2 separate regions of the Rattus norvegicus genome follow, and region 1 is linked to region 2. The links are chromatin contacts, called in public Hi-C maps. All regions are on one chromosome and are shown on one strand. Each heading gives the region's core, a stretch centred on a gene start, on an enhancer-like site or on the middle of the called end of the contact. The rest is flanking DNA. Distances are from core to core; before and after follow the strand shown. Region 1 overlaps Msra (methionine sulfoxide reductase A). Region 2 overlaps Msra (methionine sulfoxide reductase A).

Region 1 (6,964 bases), core at 398-2,897, 48 kb after region 2:
GGCCAGAACGTGGCAGCGCCACACCCAGTGCAAAGGGACTTGCTAAAAAAAGACTCTGAATAGCTCAGGAAAAGCCATCTTTCCCTCTCCCTAGACATAAGCCCTTTGCAGCCACACCACCATACGCCCCAGCTTCTCAGCCTTCCTCGTACCACTTTCTCCCTGGAAATGTTGACACTTTATCTGATGGTCTTCCACTTGTCTCCTGATCTGCCTGTCCACCCCAAATCCCACCATCACCTTGGGCCATCTCAATGTCCACAAAGTTCCTCTCCATCTTTGGATCCCCTTTGCTTATACCACTCACAGTGTAGCTACCTCCAAACATGTGCCCCTCTACCAATGCAGCCCCAGAGCCAACAGGCCCTTATGTAATGCTGCCTTACATGGTCATTCCCAACACCCCTGTTCTCTTCAGCATCACGCTTCCACTGTCTCGGCCCTAATCCATTCTCTGGATGCGCTTGCCCTTCCAGCCAGAGCACAGTTTAATCCCTTTCTTTTTCACGGGCCAGGGAACAGCTTGCTTGCTTCCTTGCTCACCTGCCTGTCTGTTTGGGGACAGGGTCTCATGTACTTCAACCTGGCCTCAAACTCCATGTAGCAGAAATGACTCTGAACTTCCAGTCCTCCTGTCTGGACTTCCAAAGTGTGCACCACTGCACCCAGTTTACTGAGTGCTGTGGATGAAACCTAGAGATTGGTGCAGACCTGGCAAGCATTCTACCAACTGAGCCACATGTCCATCCCTAGTCATCTAGCTTTGTCCTTCCTTTATGCCATCAATGTCCAGGGACCTGCTCCCTACCCCGTGGCTCCCACAGACTGGGTTGTTCTGACAGAGCAGGCTGCATGTACTGCTGAGCCCAGGTCTCTTTCCCTTTGGCTTCTGCCTTTTGTCATCTTTCCTTACCAGCTTCAGAAGCTGTCTTGACTCCTAGAGAGACCTGTGTGCTTGATAGATACTTTATTCATTCATTCATTCATTCATTCATATATATATTTGAGTCTTGCCTGCATACCTTGCTTGTTAACAACACCTGCAGCATGCTGGGTAACACCATTCACTCTTTCAGCATTACTATGCTAACATACAGAGTATTCTCTTTAAAATGGTGCCATTCTTGTGATTGTCACAATCCCACCTTTCTGGTAGACTCATATCTGCAGTGGCCAAAGGCACAACTCCAAAGTTAGAGTTGGAACCCAGAGATCCTAAAGTAGTTAAGAATATGGTACAGGGGTAAAATGTCCCCACAGACTTCTATTTTAAAAGTTGGCCCCCAGCTGGTGGTGGTATTTTAAGAGATCATGGAACGTTTAGAAAGTGGGCCTAGGGAAGGGGTATGCTTTGAGATTTATAACCAGCCTTATTTCCAGTCCTGTCTCTGCTTCCTGATCCACAGAGATGGTGGCAAGCAGACCTACAATCTCCCAGCATCATGATGCCACCATACCTTCCCTCCTGTGGTGGATTGTTTCCCCTAAACTAAATCAAAACAAATCTTCACTCTCTCATGCTGCAACCATGTCCACCCCCACCAGATCCCTGGACTGTTCTGAGCATCTGCCTCTTCCTCACCCCAACCTACAGAACACAGCTTGAGGATAGCACAGCCATGGGCTGATGCAATGATAAGTATAGATAGACGCCAGCCTCGTGCAGATCTGTGCTCTATGGAGTCCCTCTCCGGGCTCCAACCAGCCCCCTCTCCACCTCCTCTTTCTCAAACCTTTACATGCCTTAGGATCCCACATCATCATCTCACTCCTACCTCACAGAGAAAGCTAGGAACCGCCCACCATTGCCAGCAGCATCCATGCCAAGAGCCTCATGGCACCCATACTCTCTCAGTGGCATTTTTAAGTTACTAGCTTTCACTGAGTTCTAAAATCCTGAGCAAGACAAGCGCAAACAAAAGCTTCCCCCTTGCATGTGTGGTGTGTATTAGTCCACGTTTCCAAGCTATCAGCCTCTCCCAATTAGTAGAGCAAGCACTCACCTCAACCATGAGAACCCCACAGCATACTTAGTTGGCTCAGGTAATTGTGCTCTTCAGTAGAGGAATTAATTCTATCATGGCCAAACACAGACAAGAGAATCTGCAAGAATCAATTTCCAACCAATCTCTCAGTTGTCCAGTCTCCTAACAGTGTCTCCCACTGGCCAACACACTAGAGTCAGAGAGCCAGAAAGCCCTTTGGAGTATACGCAGCCCATCCAAGCACAGGGCAGGTCTAGAAAATCAAATGGAGAATAACATTCAGAAGAATTGATTGAGTACAACCAAAACTGATCCTTGGCAATGTTGGGGGCTCTAGAGGACTTGGAAACACCGGATCTGTAGTCTGTGGCCCACTTCCATTCTTTTTTTTTTTTTTAAGATTTATTTATTTATTGTAGAAGTACATTGTAGCTGTCTTTGGACACACCAGAAGAGGGCATCCGATCCCATTACAGATGGTTGTGAGCCACCATGTGGTTGCTGGGATTTGAACTCAGGACCTCTGGGAGAGCAGACAGTGCTCTTAACCGCTCTCTCCAGCCCCGGCCCACTTCCATTCTTAAAACGGCACTGCCCTGCTCCTCTTCTGGCCTAGGGTAATAAAACTGACACTAACTGCTGCAGCCTCTGCCCACCCCCATTTGTTTCTCTTGACCCTGACCATACTTTTGTAGGTAGTGTCTTTGCTAAACTGCAGTCATTCACCCTGAGTACACTTCTCCTCGGATCTCAGCCTGCCCCGGGAGCTTCGAGTACTGTAGAAACAACCCCAAACTTCACTGTTCCTAGTATTCTACCCAAGTTATAATTCTGGAACATATCCCTCCAGCCATATTGCCTCTTCTGCAGAAAGGCTCACCTTCACTGACCATCTGGAACTTTCTAAGAATTGAGCACCCGACACGTTTTTTATCTGGCACAACATCTCGGAACAGTTTTCTCTCCAAGATGAGAGTTGAGTGTGAATCATTTTTGGGACCCACATGCTGATCGGAAAATCAAATACACACAACAGTGCCTTACCCTAATTGCTTCTCCATTTAAGTGCACCCCACACTTGAGTCATTCAACCCACACCACCAGCAGAAAATGTGTAACCAGTCCTCTGCCACTTCCTCCAGATGCTATGGAATGTGACCAACAAAAGCACAAATGACATGCCCTGCTGTGTCCTGTCACCTTGTTCAACAGGACTCTTTTCTTTCCACAAAGGCCTGTTCATATTTTATTATAAAGATCTGCATTTTGTGGACAAATTATATATCACTATTAGAATATGCCAGAAATAATGCCCCAGATAATGGGTCTCCATGGAGCTAATAGATTCAGCTCTCCAAGTGATCTTATGCAGATATAACTCTGCACTGTAAGGAGGCAGAATTGTAGTCTATATAGATGTCCAAAAGGCTAAAATGTGACCCCTGATCCCAAGTGTTCACAAGAGGTTTGCAAAGTCCTGGGAACAGAGGTATTTTCTCTGGGGCAGCGGTTCTCAACCTTTCTAATGCTATGACCCATTAATACAGTTCCTAATGTTGTGGTGACCTTCAGCCATAACATTATTTTCATTGCTACTTCATAACTGTAATTTTACTACTGTTATGGATAATAATGTGAATATCTGTGTTTTCCAATGGTCTTAGGCAACCCCTGTGAAAGGGTTGTTTGACCAAAAAGGGGTCACAACATATAGGTTGAGAAACACTGTTCTGGAGTCTCCAAAAACTGCTTTAAGTGTGGCTATAAATTATAGAGATCAGGTCAAACATTGCAAATTAAGGACTGTGTCAAAGATGATGTATAGGGGTACAGGGAAGCAGTGGAAAACAAGGGCATCCAGAGGGCTGTGGCTTGGTTATGGAAAATCTCAGAGACTATGCTGAAGCATTTGAACATTGTTATAATGTCATGGGACCTCACAGAAATCCCTTGAGTGAAGACATGGCTAGACCCACAGTATTCCCAATCACAGTGGGCCTAAGGAAGGCCATGGAATTAGACCATACCATACAGAATTGGTTGCACCCAGAAGGGTTGCTTTTCAAATACATGAAATGAAGCCCTATGTGGGAATTAGTCTTTGTGCAGAACAACTCTAGAAGTAAAAGAAAAGGGATGGGTTGGGGGTTGAACAGGAAAGTTAAGAGAAGGGAAGACCACAGAATCACAGCTCAAGAAAACCACTTGCTGGAGATGGTGCAGGCCATACACCAGTGAGAGGCATCTCCACTGTGAGGGTTAAGAAATGCACTTGACACAGACACTGCAGAAGGGATGGAAGGACCAGAGGAGTGACTTTGCTGGTAAGAATATGGAAGTCACGCTCCATCAGAAGACTGTGAAAAAGCGTACGGCGCATTTCCAGAGCATCTTCCCGAGGTATTCAATACACACGCTGGTAAGAAACAGGCTTGTATGAATGGCTCCTCTAAACAAATGCTAAACCTTTTTTCAGCAGTGAGACTAACATGGTTGACTCTCTTTTGGTGCCAGACACCTTCCCCATGGGAATCTCAACATCCAGTAAGCTAGGAGAGGCTTCAGAAAAGCCCCAGGCCCACAGAGTCTGCAGTCTGAAAAAATCATCTAGAGATAATTAAAAATGATATAAACCAGGGGTGAAAACCTGTCTACTATAATCCTGGGTATATATGTGCATGCCTGTGTGTGTGTGTGTAAAGGTGGGCACACACACACTACAGTGTGCATGTATGTTGAGGTCAGAGACTGCCTTGGGTGTCAGTCCTCACCTGGTTATTGAAAGATTCTTTTCATTGTTCCATTATATATGCAAGTCAGTTGACATGAGCTTCCAGGCATCCCCAGGTCTCTATCTCTCATATTTCCATAGGAGTCCTGGAATTAGAGAAGACTAAACTATGCTCTGGGAGTTTGTGTCAGTTCTGGAGATTCAAACTCAGGTCCTTAGACTTGTGTAGCATGTGATTTTACCCATTTCTCTAGGCCCTGTGTCTTACAATCAGAAGAAAATTTTCATTAGAATAGACTAAGTCTTTCTTGTTTCAAACTCATCCTCAAACAACATATTAATGAACTAACGTAGAGAGATAAGGGACAAGAGCGTGAGCCTCAGTCAAGATAGAATGATACCACTGGCCAGGAGCTCAGATATGTCTCTGGAATGTGTGAGTATATGTGTGATGTAGTCAGACTCCGCTTACTGCCTGAGAGCCCTAGAATGAAAAATACAGGCTTCTGAGAAGGAGAAACAGTTGCTCCACTAAGGGTGAGTACGTTCCCCTAGCTCAAATGTCCTAGTTAGGTTTCTATGGCTGTGATGAAACACCATGACCAAAATCTAGTTGGGGAGGAAAGAGTTTATTTGGCCTTCACTTCCACAAAGTAATCCATCATTGGAGGAAGTCAGGACAAAAGCAGTGCTGGAACTCAGAGGCAGGAGCTGATGCAGAGGCCATGGTGGGGTGCTGCTAACTGACTTGCTTCCCATGGCTTGCTCAAGCTGTTTTCTTAGAGAACCCAGGACCACCAACCCAGGGATGCACCACCTTCAATGGGCTGGGCCCTTCCACATTAAACACTAATTAAGAATATACCCTACAGCCAGATCTCATGGGAGTGTTTTCTCAATTGGGGTTCTTTCCTCTCAGATGACTCTAGCTTGTGTCAAGTTGACATAAAACTAGCCAGCACAGCTAACTCTGTAGATGTCAAAGCTGAGACTTGATTTGAGCGCACTGACTTTTTACTTGCTCCTGGCACGAAACCCCAAGCTAGCAAAGACTACATTGGCAATGGTTTTGGACTGCAGGGTATAATGCCTGAACACATCCCTGGTAGTTCCACTGTCCAAAAGACGGAGTGAATGACTTCACCTCTTCACCTCTTCACTAAAATTCCTCATCAGACAAACAGAATTACCAAACTGCTCTTTCAGAGGCCAATAAGGTAGTTTCAGATGCATATGTCTGGATGTCAACCATGTGCCTCAAGACACAAAGAAAGCATGGATGTTCTTAGCAAGCCAATGCTGCAAATACTATTTAAGTCAATTTGAAATCAAGCACCAGGAAGGAAAGCGTTAACACTGCCTTTGCCTGTGATAGCTAAGGCTTCCTCTGCCTCTGCCAAAGTACTTACTTTAAAGGCAGTCGCTACATTCACTTCATCTCCTGGCCTTAATTTAGGTTCTGCTATGCTCGACAATTTCAATGCCAAGAGGACGAGACTGAGTGAGGAAGGGACATACTGGTCTGAACCTGGAGAGCTGATCTAATTGAAGTGAAAAAAAAATTAAAACCGTCCTCCATCTGCTCAGCACACCTGCTGATGGAGCGCAACCACAGGTAGGGAGGAAATCCATCAGAGAGCAGTTATAAATAGACTTTTATTTCATCTGCTAAGAGCTTGGCAGCCAAGGTGGGAGGGCTGCCTACGCGCTGGCAGCCAGGAGAAAGCACTGTGCTGCTTTTAAGCTTCGGTGGGAGGATCGGAGCGAAAGGGAACTAAAAAACAATGAAATCTAAAGTGGGATGAAATAAAATGAGGCGAAACTCCCCAAAGCTGATGTGGCCACCAACCAGCGTGCAGTTTAAGACTGTCAGACTGTGGTGAAAGATGGGGAGACCTGACGACAGGTTATGCCCCCTCGTAGGAATCGCGTGGAGACAGACAGGCTCACCCGTCATTTCTACAACAAAATTGGCAAACAGCGACCCCCTTTTGGTTATTTATAAGATGGAAAGGGAAAAAAGAGCGTGGCTCTGGGTCTGCCCTGCCACTAGCTGACAAACTAGATAGCATTTGATGGCTGGGGCTGATGTGTCCATGAAGGAGAAATGGGCATGTCAGTGGACCATCATGGCAGAGGCATTTGGGTTCCTCGTCCCCGATGAGAAACAGTCATTTTTCACATCCTGCTGCCTCTAGAATGGGCCTCACAGCCAGGTCAGCAAACAGCAGTTAAATTGGGGGGGATC
Region 2 (6,857 bases), core at 283-2,782:
TGTTACTGGTACAGGGAATTAGCTGGGAGGTGAGGGATGGGAGGGCGCTTGTCATATGAACAATCTGCCACCTCATGCTCCTGCCACTGAGTATGGAGCACTTCGTCCTACCTTCCCCATGGTAGGGGACTTCAGAGACTGAAGCACCTCTGAAATCCTGAGACACAACGAGTCTTTCCTTTCTGAAGTTGTTCTGTCAAAGATGTGGTCACAGTGATGTGAAACTAACCATCCAATGTTCCCCCTTCCTTTAAAACAACGACAAAAGACCCGTCGTAGTTCTACCTGCCCCTTTAATCACGTGAGGACAAGTGAAAGGACAGCCATCTATGAGCTGGAAGAGGAATCTCCCCAGACACCGTCAGATGATGCTGGACAGAGGGTGAGAACCACCTTTCGATTACATATAAGCGCCGCCTTCACGGACTAAGACATAACCTTTTGTAAGTACTGACAGTGTGCGCCTCATGCCTTTATGTTTCATTCCCTTTCTTGCCTCATTGTGCTTGCCAGCACCTCTGTCAGGATGATGTGCAGGGATGGTGAGAAGTGATGTCGGCCTAGCCTTTACCTAGTTAAGAAAGACACACCCCGTAGGCTCTTTGAGAGTCTCTCTCTCTCTCTCTCTCTCTCTCTCTCTCTCTCACACACACACACACACACACACACACACTAAACTGTAAAAATTCAAATAAAATAAGCAAATGGTGAGAGATGCAAGCGCAAGGGCAGGGGAACCAGAACGAGGCGAGACTCAGAAAGTGCGTACACAGGAGCTCATCCCAGCTCCAAGGGCCCTGGTCGGGGCAGCCTCACTTTCTCCAGCACGGATGGGTTTGCCAGTTGCCTGCTGGATGAATTCACTGGTTGGTCAGTTAAGCTCATTTAAAAACTGAAGGAACAAGTCAGTTCCCAAGCATAGCCAGAGTCTGTAAGTTACCACTGACTGAAACAAAAGCAATTTGAAGTCTTACTAGGATTTTGTTGCCGTGTGAGATTGGTGGTGGTGGTGGTGGTGGTGGTGGTGTGTGTGTGTGGCGAGGTGGAGGTGGGAGTAGGGGGATGCACACATCCAGTGTTCATGCATGCAAAGCACAGGACAGAGAAAGATAATGGTGTCTGCCTCTATAACTCTCTGCCTTATTCTCTTCAGACACTGAAGCTCCCCTTTTCAGCTGGATGGGCTGGCCAATGAGCTGCTGGGATTGGCCTATCTCCCCTCTTAACATTAAAGTTACAGCTATGAATGACCACGAGCAGCTCTTTTATATGGATCCTAGGATTCAGACTCAGGTCCTCATGCTTGTACTCACTGATCTATCCCCCAAGCTCCCTTCTAGGTTATACTTCTATCTCAGTTTGGATATTTAAAAGCCAGCACTATCTCCAGTCACTGAGACAGGATGAGAAAAATTACATAAATGCAAAAGTGCTGAGGACACTCCCTTTGTCAGGCTCCGCCTCCACAGACCTGTGCATACCAGAGTGACTAAGAACAGGCAGTCCCTTAACGTTCCCGTCATGAGCACATGCTCTGACATCAGTAAGCATCACCTGCGGCTGGAAACAATGTGACAGGTGGGCTGCTACATACTTAGCATAGTCAAGACGTCAGTGTCTTCCAACTGAATGGTTTACTCTGGCAAAACCTCAGCTGTTCGTCACTTTCCGGGAGTGTGAGAGTCTCCTGCTTGGGTAGAGAGTGTACTGTGTAAGCCTCAAGCCCAGAAAGTGGTAGGCGCTGGTCCAAGATTTTAAAAGAGAAGTAGTTTTAAATTCCAGCTGAAGCCCTTCCTAGATCTGTGACAGATAGAATGACCATGACAGGGGAGCAAGGAAAACAGTCTTATAGGCCCGCCGCCATGTAAGAATCCAGGAAAGTAGCCCTAGGGGCCACTCCCCTGATTGTGTCTGGGGTAGCAGAGATGAAATATAGATTTTAAAAGATGTTAACTCTGGAATACTAGAGGGGGTATGTGCTAATTCAGCAGGGAGGTTTAGAAGGACCCTGCCATAGAGCTAGACAAGGCATATCAAAATTAGGTGGTGTTCGTGTGTGTGTGTGTGTGTGTGTGTGTGTGTGTGTGTGTGTGTGTGTGTGTGTCGCAGGGGGCTGTTTCTTTCACTTGTGAATCCCAAGAGCTTTTGGGCAGGTGCAGTGTACACAGGACCCACTGAGAGCCAAAGTGGTTTAACTAATTCACCACTACAACAAATGAACCAGTCTCCTCTGACCCCTCACAAGGGTTAAAACATGGTTTAAGTATTTAATTGATGATGCCTCTTTCTTTCCTACCTTCCAACAGTCATACTGCAGGATTCTCCCCAGTTACTGGGGTGAGCCTCTGTGATAGCCAGGTCATGTCCAAAAGACAGCATCACTCAACTATGAATCGCAGACAATGATAGCCCTGAAGATACTGCCTGGAGCAGATAGGGTATGATGGGATTGGTGGGCTAGGGATAGAGAATAGAGAAACTCATTCTCCTTGGAGGGTGTGGCCACTGGTAGAGTCCCTATGCTTCACTGTAGGGTCACACACCCACATATAGATGGGCAGCACTAGTGGATTTAGTGGGGTACCAAGGAGGAGAAGGGAGGAGGAAGGGGAAGAAGAGGAGGAGGAAGAAGAGAAGAGAGCAGCGTGCGAGGCAGATGTATGGTGGAGGATAAGGGCAAGGGAGACTGGAAGAGGAAAATGGCAGTGGGTAGATTATATTTCTTTGTATAAATGTATGAAATTTTCGAGAGTAAAAACAAAAAATTATTCTTTTAAGTTATTGTGGTGTCTGTCCCACTGGCACATTCATCATGAAAATGCAAGGACAGCCCACATGCATATAAAGACCCACACAGGGACATCTGAGCTGGCTGTGGGCATCAGCAGTGAAGTGGAAGCCTAGGAGCAGAGTAAGCAATACTCTTTGTTACTGCCAAGCTTGGAACTCCACATGGAAGCGGAGCAAATTTATAGAACAGGGACTGTTGGTAAAGAAAAGTTTGCATGCACTTGAGCCTCCCAACCACACCTCAAGGCTGTCATCATGACTTCAAAGCACAAGCTCAGGGTAAAAAAAAAATGGCTAATTCCTTCCACTTCCCTGTGTGTGTGGTTTACGTGCATGCATATATTCGATGTGTAGGTCCATGTGTACATGGGTGCATGTTCATGTGGAAGCCCAAGGTTGACGCTGGGAATTATCTGGATCACCCTCTACTTTACTCACCGAGGTGGAGTCTCTTAATCAGCCAAGAGCTCGTGGATCTGGCTAGTCTTGCTAGCCAGCTTCTGGGCTTGATGTCACAGGCAGGCCGCCACACCCAACAGACATTTCTTGTAGGTAGGAAAACTGAAGTACAAGGACCACAAGGCCATGTCCTGAGTCATAAAACTAGTAAGCCATAAAGATGGGACTCTAGCCCAGACTGCCAGGGTCTAACAGCCACAGTGCCCATTAAGAAGGGTAGCAGTCCCATGTGCCCACAGAGCTTCTCATCCCTGGCCACTCATATGCCTATGAAAGCAGGAAGACACACAGGGGTCCTCCGTAGGTCACCTGCACTCTTCTTGCCCTTGGAGGAGTGGGTGGCTGCGTGGGAAACTGCAATTACTCACTGAGTTGCATGGTGTCTTCTCTTTGTTCATCTTGCAATTAGAACAAGACGCCCGGCTTTGAGCACAAGGCTTTGAACACCGTGAGGGGGTCTCAGTGCGGCTGTCCTGAACACACATGTAAGGCACAGCACAGAGGCTAGGGTGCAGGGGAGATGGTGCTCAGCCTCCCCTGTTTCCCCCTGTCCTTTGAATTAGCATGTTGGAATCACTGAAGCAAAAGCCCAGCTAATCTCCCGGCTGGCGTGACTGTCATTATCATGCCGCGCACACATGCATATTCAGCCAGATTTAAGGGAAGAAGTAAGCCTCCCTCATGGCACTGCTGATAAACAACCCCCCAAATTCCTTTCCCCCCTCTGCTCAGCCCAAGAACATTTAGAGACCTTGTCATACTTAAAAGTGATTTGCCCATAAGTCTTTTATATGTTAATAACCTTGTATTCTGAATATTTCATACTGGAGATGATGATTTGATTGGTCTCCCCATGATTCCCAACACAATAGAAATGGCTGCGGCTGTCCCCAGTGCCTCTGGACACCAATCTTCATGTTCAAGCTTACCTGGCCAGCTATGTTTTCCAGGTACTTCTTTCCAAACAAAATAATTTAATTTCTGGTTGGGAGAGAGGCTGGGGGTGGGCAGTGCTGGAAGAGAGCGGAGAGGTGAACTGGAGGAGAGAGGGAAAGATTTTTGTGTAACCCAGAGGCATGGTTACCCACTTTTCTCTAGCTAGTGTGAGGCTGACTTACATGGTCCTTCCTCTGCTTACAAGTTGGCTAGACATGTCTGGGTGTGTCTCCACCCTGGGAACTCCATTGGCATGGGATTAGCAGAAAAGACCTAAGAGAGAGCTAGCACATTGGGTGAGCATCCATTTAGATCAGTGGTTCTCAGTCTTCCTAATGATTTGACCCTTCAGTGCAGTTCCTCATGTTGTGATGATCAACCAACCATAAAATTATTTTCATTGCCACTTCATAACTGTAATTTTGCTAGTGTTATGTATTGTAATGTAAATAATCTGATATGCAGGATATCTGATATGTGACTCCTGTGAAAGGGTCATTTGACACCCAAAGGAATTGCCACCTACAGCTGGAGAGCCACTGGTTTAGATGCTCCTGACTGAGCATCTCAATTCAAGATTGAGGTCTGAGGGCTTAGCTGCCTAGGAGAATTAGGTAGACACCTGGCCATACAGCAGGTAGGTCCTGGCTGAGAGGGCAGGACTCCAGTGATCCCTCAAAGTCTGCTGATGTGAATAACTATTCTGAGGGAATACAAGGTACCACAGGATTCTCAGATTCTCAGCCTGGGCATGTAATCCTCAACACAAACATGCATACACGTACACATTCATACTCTACATACACAAGTACACACACACATACACACACCATTATGCCAAAATGTACCTCCTATATTGTCAGCCTTTGACAGCTAAATTCACTAATGAAGGTCAATGACCTCTTCTGGCCTCATTGGGTACCAAAACTCGCATGTACACACACAAATACATACATGCACATAATTTTAAAGTGAAATTTTTTTAAGAGTGCTTAAGCCAGTGAAAGTTAATGTACTATTGAAGAGACGGGGGTTATCTCATCAAGTTCAATGCAAACAAATGCATCCGATGTAATGATACGAACCCTAACTAGAGGCCTGTGCTCAGAAAGTACAATGCAAAATGAGAGACAAGTGCGCTCTCCTTGGGGTGGGGCTCCAGCCAAAGTGCACTCCAGTATCACCTGAGAAAACCTGAATCACCACAGAGGCTCCAGCCTGGAGAGGCTCACTGCAGGGTGAAGAAGGACGGAGTTCCACATCAGAACACTTTCCTAAGAAGTTCCTCCAGCGATTTTTATGCACATCTTGGCTTAGGTTTGCAATTTTAAGTCCAAGCTATTCTAGACAGAAGAGAAGCTAGTTTATTTTCAAGTCCTGTTATGTCCCAAGCATTGTACTCCAGTTCAAATACAGAGTATTATTAACTTCAAAATGGTGTTAGCCTTCGGGCACAAGTCTATAATCCCACGTGCTTTCCCATTCTCTGTAATGGCTGCTTAGTAAACACTGTTTTTGTTGTTGTTGTTGTTGTTGTTGTTGTTGTTGTTGTTGTTGTTGTCAGCTAGGAGAGTTCTAGGGAGGGGAGGAATAAGTTTTAAGTCAACATAGCATCAAATTTTCAACAAGCTCAAGGATTAAACAGTTTATCTCTAGTTCCACTACACAGCCCAAGAATAGAAGAAAACAATTCTTACCAAAATATCCAGAAAATTCTGACTGTAGGCAGCCATGAGGAAGAACTTATGAGAAACTGAACAGGGAGACCAGAAGTGACCAGACTGTGACTGAGGTGCACTGTGAATCACTGGTTCTCAACCTGTGGGTCGAGACCCCTTTGGAGATAGGAATTCCTTTCCATAGGAATCCTGTGTCATATATTTACATTAATTCATAACAGCAGCCAAATGACAGTTACGAAGTAGCAATGGGAATAACTGTATGACTGGGAGGTCGCCACAGCATGAGGTACTGTAGTGAAGGGTCACAGCATCAGGAAGGATGAGAACTTTAATGATAGTTCTGGAGAAGAGGATGAAATGCCTACATAAACCTTTGTCTTGCCTTTACATCCAGCTAAAAGTATGTGCCTTTAAGAAGACACATGGGACTTCTTAAGACAGTGATAGAAAAAAATCTTAAGAGAAGGATCTAGAAAATTAAGCAGAAAGATGAAAGGCAGAGAAATTGACTCTGTTTTAGATTTCCAGGAAGAGACTTAGTATCAGTCTCTTTTGTGGGCTGAGGGTTTGGGGCATAGAAAGACTAGTTCTTTTAAGACACTGGAGTCATGAGTTGCCAACACAGGCAGGCACTGGAGGCCACCATGTTGGTATTTTTATCATGTCTTGTGTCTCCATGGAGCCATCTGCTGCCACTCAGGCAAACAGTGTCCATCCATGCAGGGGCAGAGTGGCCTCTCAGATGCCCACAAGACCCACTTTTCCCCTGATAAAGTCTCTGGATGCAGTATTAGCCTTCCCCAGGCCTTCTTCTCCTGATAAACAGATGTGCCTTTGATCTTAAACATCATTCTCATGCCATAGACTTCTGCCTCTGCTACACGCCATACTGATTTCACACTTAATCTTCCATATTGCTGCTTTATCTGGGTTTATGGTATGGCATCAAAGCAGGCATTTTCTCTACAGTTCTGAAGGCTCAAATAGCAT

The links. A called contact is a pair of places that touch in the nucleus more often than the background predicts.
Region 1: a Hi-C map of prefrontal cortex shows a contact between it and region 2, with 1.7 times the contacts expected there. The contact joins two enhancer-like sites. A contact is called at or near these places in 3 of 12 Hi-C or Micro-C datasets (frontal cortex, hepatocytes and prefrontal cortex).

The regions. Positions count from the first base shown.
Region 1 is chr15:42,807,729-42,814,692 of GRCr8, forward strand. All of the region lies in intron 1 of Msra (methionine sulfoxide reductase A), which reads right to left. Among named protein-coding and RNA genes, the nearest start is that of Msra, 41 kb to the right of the region's middle. Within about 2 kb of position 1,648, at least 15 of the 93 cell types and tissues checked have an H3K27ac peak or open chromatin away from gene starts, as enhancers often do. A contact at or near this core is called in prefrontal cortex, where this site is marked.
Region 2 is chr15:42,759,994-42,766,850 of GRCr8, forward strand. The region is part of intron 1 of Msra (methionine sulfoxide reductase A); the gene reads right to left. Among named protein-coding and RNA genes, the nearest start is that of Msra, 89 kb to the right of the region's middle. Within about 2 kb of position 1,533, at least 18 of the 93 cell types and tissues checked have an H3K27ac peak or open chromatin away from gene starts, as enhancers often do. A contact at or near this core is called in prefrontal cortex, where this site is marked.